2 separate regions of the Cyprinus carpio genome follow, and region 2 is linked to region 1. The links are chromatin contacts, called in public Hi-C maps. All regions are on one chromosome and are shown on one strand. Each heading gives the region's core, a stretch centred on a gene start, on an enhancer-like site or on the middle of the called end of the contact. The rest is flanking DNA. Distances are from core to core; before and after follow the strand shown. Region 1 overlaps ahr2 (aryl hydrocarbon receptor 2). Region 2 holds the start of LOC109082837 (glutamic acid-rich protein-like).

Region 1 (2,883 bases), core at 336-2,835:
AGTGTGATAAAACTGTAATGCTTTAAAAATACTCATGACTGGAAGGAGTGGAATCGGTCGACTGTGACATAATAAATGCTCCGAGCCATGTGTCGCGCTGTTCAGCGTCCTCGTTTCGCTTCGACGGCTTTCAGCCTCACCCTGCTTCATTCTACTACGTTAATAAATCATTAGCTCAACTATGAACATGATTTCTGCCCGAGTCCTGTCAGATTGCATCGACTGTGGGGATGAAGACCACAACTCCTAAGAATCCACACTCAAGTCACGGTGCCATCAAACTTCTTTGTTTGTTTTGAATATGTCCTCTAGCAGCGAAAAATTACATATTGTGCCTTTAATCATGCAGAATTTATGCTAATGTCAATTAAATTTCTCTATATTACTATTATCTTGTAAATACATTTATGTTTTCTCTTTGCCACATTACAAAATACGTTTAAATGTATATTTTCAATATAAATCTATAAAATCATTTATTTGGAATGGTTCGGTTTTAATTTGCCTGTCAAATGTGCTGTAAGAAGTAACATCATATCTATAAAATTCACACATATTATTGCAAATTAAAACCCCATATAAAAGCTATTCAAATACAATAATAACATATATAGTAGAATATTTTTTGAAAAACATTGATATTTATGTACAAAACAAATGTACAATAAATAAATAAATGTGTAAATTTGCCCTAAAAAACTCTCAAAACTAATTATTTAAATTAAATTATTTAAATTAAAGTAAAAAAATCAGCAAAATATATATATTTTTTGTGAAATGCAAGACAAAATAAAACAAATATTAATAATAATAACATCTGTAAATTTTTCTTGAACATAAATATACATTTTTATTTTTTGTCTAAAACAAAGCAAACATTATTCAATTTTGCCATTAGGCCAATTATAACATCTTCAGTGCAATTAAATATATTCTTGAGTCCTGATTTAAATAGTTTAACAAAATGAAAAACACATTGAGGCAAAAAAAAAAAGCAAGGTCACAGAGGTCTTTGTGTGTCTGTCGTGATGGTCAAATAATCTTTTAAATCCCAGCCGCACAACATAGCTACACTAGCAGTACTAACAGACCAACTAACCGTAACTTCCTACCGAAACCTTTTAATTGTTTTCAGCTCCACGATGTTTGCAATTACAAGATGGTTGCTTTGTTCTATTGGTCTATTGTCCATGATTATTTGTTTGGAAAGCACTATTGCGGGAAACAGAGCTTCAACATTCTTCCTGAATTACATCTGACCCAGTGATTGGAGTTCTGATCATGTGGACCTCCCAACATTTACTGTGGTCACTGAGGTTGGCAAAGGAATTTTTTTTTTAAACTGAAGACATCACTACAGAGGGAACATCTGAAATCTCTCATTCTTTCTTCTCTCCTCTAGTGTACAACTGTTTCGGGCCAATCACATGACATCATGACTGTTTTCCTCTTGCAGGTCCCAACATGCAACAGGGTTTCTCATGCTGCCTGGAATACACAGAGGACCATCCGAAGACTCGTCTCATTGTTCTCACTGTCGTATTCTTTAAATGCACATTTCTCAGTGTATTTCGCTCTCTCTTTGCTTATATACTACAGATTTTTCTTCTCTCTCTCTTTCCTTTTAAGTTTGGCACTCGTCCTGAAAACTAAACCACTGGAAAGACAGTTTCAAAATGTATGCAGTCACGGTTGCACAACAGCTTTTTTTTTTTTCATCTGCATGCGCTTCATTGCTCGATAGGTTTACTGAGGACACAGAGAAAGAACAATCTGAAGGCATTTGGCAATCTAGCTTGAGAAAAAATGTACTATCCCATGGTGCATTCCTGCAAATGTAATAAATAAATATATATATTAAAAAATTTAAAAGTTCAGTCAAGCTTGTCCAAACTTTTGATGGTAGTGTTTTACCTCAATTGTGGCCGTCTTGTTACCAAACTCCTTTTGCATGGAAACATGAAAACAGCTCTGAGATCAGAAAGGAAAGGGCGAATTCAGCCAACAGCGGTTGTTTTCCACCCGATAACCTCAGCTGAAGCTCAACCACATCTGGTTTGGATCAAAAACCCGAGTTGCAGAAAAAAAGAACAGAACTAAAATTGGCTCCAATGGCACGGATTCAATGCATCACACTGCGCCAGCCACTGCGACCCAGAAGGCTCATATATATATATATATATATATATATATATATATATATATATATGTATTATATATATATATATATATATATATATTATATATATATATATATATATATATATATATATATATATATATATATATATATATATATATATATATATATATGTATATCTGTCACTATACTTGAGTCACTATTACAAACTTTATCTGACTTGAGAGGAGACACATCAGCATCATTATCGAGTGTCTACTTTCCTCATACCTTCCTCAAGACAACATTTGTGGGTATTTAAAGTGACGCACAAGCTGAAACTCTGGTCTGTGAAGGAGGGACGCTCTGCACTGGTGCTGGCCCAAATATCTTTCAGCACACATCAAAGCGCAGAATCGATGTACCAAGCTCCTGTGCCAGAAATACCCCCCTCAAAGGCACAGCACAGTAAACATGCCTATACTAAGGAGCTTTGTCAGAGTGCAAACTGCCTTCCATCATAATTGGAAGCGGGGCCGTCATGTGAGCATTTAAATAATGATCTAGTTTGTAGATAGTTGAATTACAGCTAATAACACTATATTGACTTCAGAGTTCAGGTCCATTTTCGAATGTGGTTGTGCTCAAATGAATAAATTAAGCTATTTGCTCAATTAAAACTCACCTTGAATGGGATTATTGACGCAAAAAAATAACATTCAGTCACTGTTTACTCATCTGTATGACTCTCTTTCTTCTTTTAA
Region 2 (2,726 bases), core at 93-2,592, 240 kb after region 1:
TACATCTTGTGCTTCTATTGCAACAAGTTGTGACAAAACATTTTAATTTGTTCAGTACTGTAAAATATTCATTACAAATCTAGTTTATATATATAAGAAAAACTCTATATTTGTGTGCAATGTCCTTATTCTGCTTCTATTGTGACAAGTTATGTTAAAAAAAAAAACAAAAAAAAACAAGGAACTCCACTAGAAATTCACTAATTTAATCAGAAAAAAAAGAAGAAGAAAAAAAAATTAAAATAGCAATAAAAGTCAAGGTCTACTATTTATGCACATTTTTGCTTGTTAGCTCAGCAACAACCTAAAATCAAACTCTACTGAAATCAACTGTGAGAATTTGTTGCAATAAATCCACATTGGCGGATGAGTCGAGAGAAATGCTAATTACATGCTTCTAATGTGTGAAAATAATCAATAAATCATTTTAAAAATTAACCGTTTTACTCAGTTTTAGTGTGCAGAAGTGTGTACGTTTTGTGCTTGTTTTGTAACAAGCCAATTAAAAAAAAAGACAAAAATTCTTATCATTAAAACCTCTGGTCTAATTTTAATTTAAAAAATAATTAATAATTAAAACCCAATTTCTAATTTAATGGACTTATATTTAAAAATGCTGTGTAATTTTTAAGCTAAGAATATCAAGTTGTTCGCTTAGCAGCATGCTAATGCCAAACTCTGTTGGAATGAGTGGCAGGTTTGCTGCATGTAGAGCGTTCCAAATCAGTCACTTATGAATCATCTGCCTACGTAGGCAGCGAACAGCAAGTTAACTTCAGCTTCAGTAAACTTCTTAACATTAGCATAAAGTCACATTGAGAAGAAATGCGTGTGCTAGGCAGCTAATTAAGGTATTGTGGATTATTTCAAAATTTTCCCAGGAAAAGCCAGAAATGACACAGAGGACCAGGCGCCTGTGATGAGTCTTATTTGTCATATTCAAAAGCGTCGCCTCTGACAGAATGAGACCGGCTATTAGTTACAATGCAGGTGCTGCCTTGGAGCATGGATCTAATGTCCTCACCTTCTGTCCCAGCGAAAGGGCAGCGTGTCCTCACGAAGCTACGCAAGGGTCTCACGACAGCAAAAACCCAATAAAGTGAGTGAATGACAGAGCTGAAACTTACCAAGCCAGCGGCAGCAGGTTGTCTCGCTTGGTTTGGCCAGATGACGTCCACTGACTGGTACTCTGTGGTAGTTATCTTGAGTTTGACGTGTGGCTACAGGGTCATGTCTGTCTATCTGGATGGCTCAGTCACTCTAGCGTTTTTCACATTCGAAATGTTTTCTCATGTTTGCTAACTGAATGTGTAGCCCCACCCTTTGAATTCAAACAAGCTGCAGTTGCTCCCTGGAGCAGATATGAAGAGGGGCTCCAGAGAGAAAGACCCACACCCATAAACACATGTGTTTGGAGGAAGTTGGCTGTGGAGGAACTGGTGAAGTCAGCATGCAGATGTTAGGGCCTTGATATTGTTTCTGCAAGTAACATGAAATCAAAATAACCCCATTTACTTTTCAAATGCATTTCTGGTCTTGATTTGCATGAAAAAGGAAACAAAATGTAGGGTTTAAACAAAAGAAACAACGTTGTTGTTGTTTTTTTTTTTTTTTTTTGGCTAACATCCCCATCTGTAACCATCTGCATCTATTCTGGTAGGTAACACCTACTTTTTATTATCCAGCCAACTCCTAATGGATTAAATTCTTCTTCTTCTTTTTTTCTAATTGAATAACCTTCCAAGAAAAAAAATGAGATTGCATAAGTAAAATGGGTTGCTACCTCTGGATAGCTTGTCTTGGCACATGCAACTGGACAGGAGGTAGTATTTTAACTTTTAAAAAACTTTTAAGCATGACAATTTAACAGCAATGACCATTTAAAACCGATCTGCTTTCATTACCATCTCCAAAATCATCTAAGTAAGGTTATATTCTTCAAAACCCTGGACTCATAATACAGATATTCACACTTTCTGACAGCCTGAGCCTTTAGATCCAAGTTTTCATTAAGTGTCCTTCTTTTACAATCCCTCTGTTGCTGTCAAAACACTTGACTGTACAAAGTTAAATTTGCCATTTCACACAAAAAGCAATACAAAAATCAATTTTTATCTGCACTGTGGCAAAACAGAATTTCAACACTGACTCTTAGGAAGATATACTGTAAAACGGAAGACATGCAAATTGCTTTAGAAAATGGTGAGAAACCGAAAATGTCCTTGCATGAAACAAATGCAAGACACAGGATCTCAAGAATCTCCTAATTTCAAATTTATAATCATTAATTCACAGATAATTTCCAAAACATCCCTGAAGTGTGAAAGCTGACTTTTATACACAGTTTAGTGCAAAAAATACGTCGTAATAAGTTTTATTTTGCTGTATGAATATTTGAATATGCAATACACCAAAGTAAAGATCAAAGCCTCTACTTAAGAAAAAAAAAGTTTTCAGTTTTATTCTAGCTTAAAGCATTCTTTTTTTATCAACACTTGAATATAGGTAGGTTTCATAAAAATGTATAATTTTGAGCAAGAAGGTGAGAAAATCACATTTTTATCAAAAACTACATCTGGATAACATTCAGTATGATTATCAAAGCATAAATCCAGTAAATCGCTTCCATCAACACCTCCAAAGCTTGCACAACCATATACCATGTCCTGGATCATCATTTTACTCTGTAACATTATGCAGTTTTCCTTTATATGCTGTCTATTACT

Evidence for each region. A called contact is a pair of places that touch in the nucleus more often than the background predicts.
Region 2: a Hi-C map of red blood cells shows a contact between it and region 1, with 5 times the contacts expected there. The contact joins the promoter of LOC109082837 here to the enhancer-like site in region 1. A contact is called at or near these places in 2 of 8 Hi-C or Micro-C datasets (liver and red blood cells).

What each region holds. Positions count from the first base shown.
Region 1 is chrB22:20,006,221-20,009,103 of ASM1834038v1, forward strand. The region is part of intron 2 of ahr2 (aryl hydrocarbon receptor 2); the gene reads right to left. All of the region lies in intron 1 of LOC109082837 (glutamic acid-rich protein-like), which reads right to left. Among protein-coding and RNA genes, the nearest start is that of LOC109046910, 31 kb to the right of the region's middle. Within about 2 kb of position 1,586, at least 1 of the 8 cell types and tissues checked has an H3K27ac peak or open chromatin away from gene starts, as enhancers often do.
Region 2 is chrB22:20,245,708-20,248,433 of ASM1834038v1, forward strand. LOC109082837 (glutamic acid-rich protein-like) reads right to left here and starts at 1,343. Exons shown (of 5, transcript XM_042748616.1): 1 at 1,128-1,343.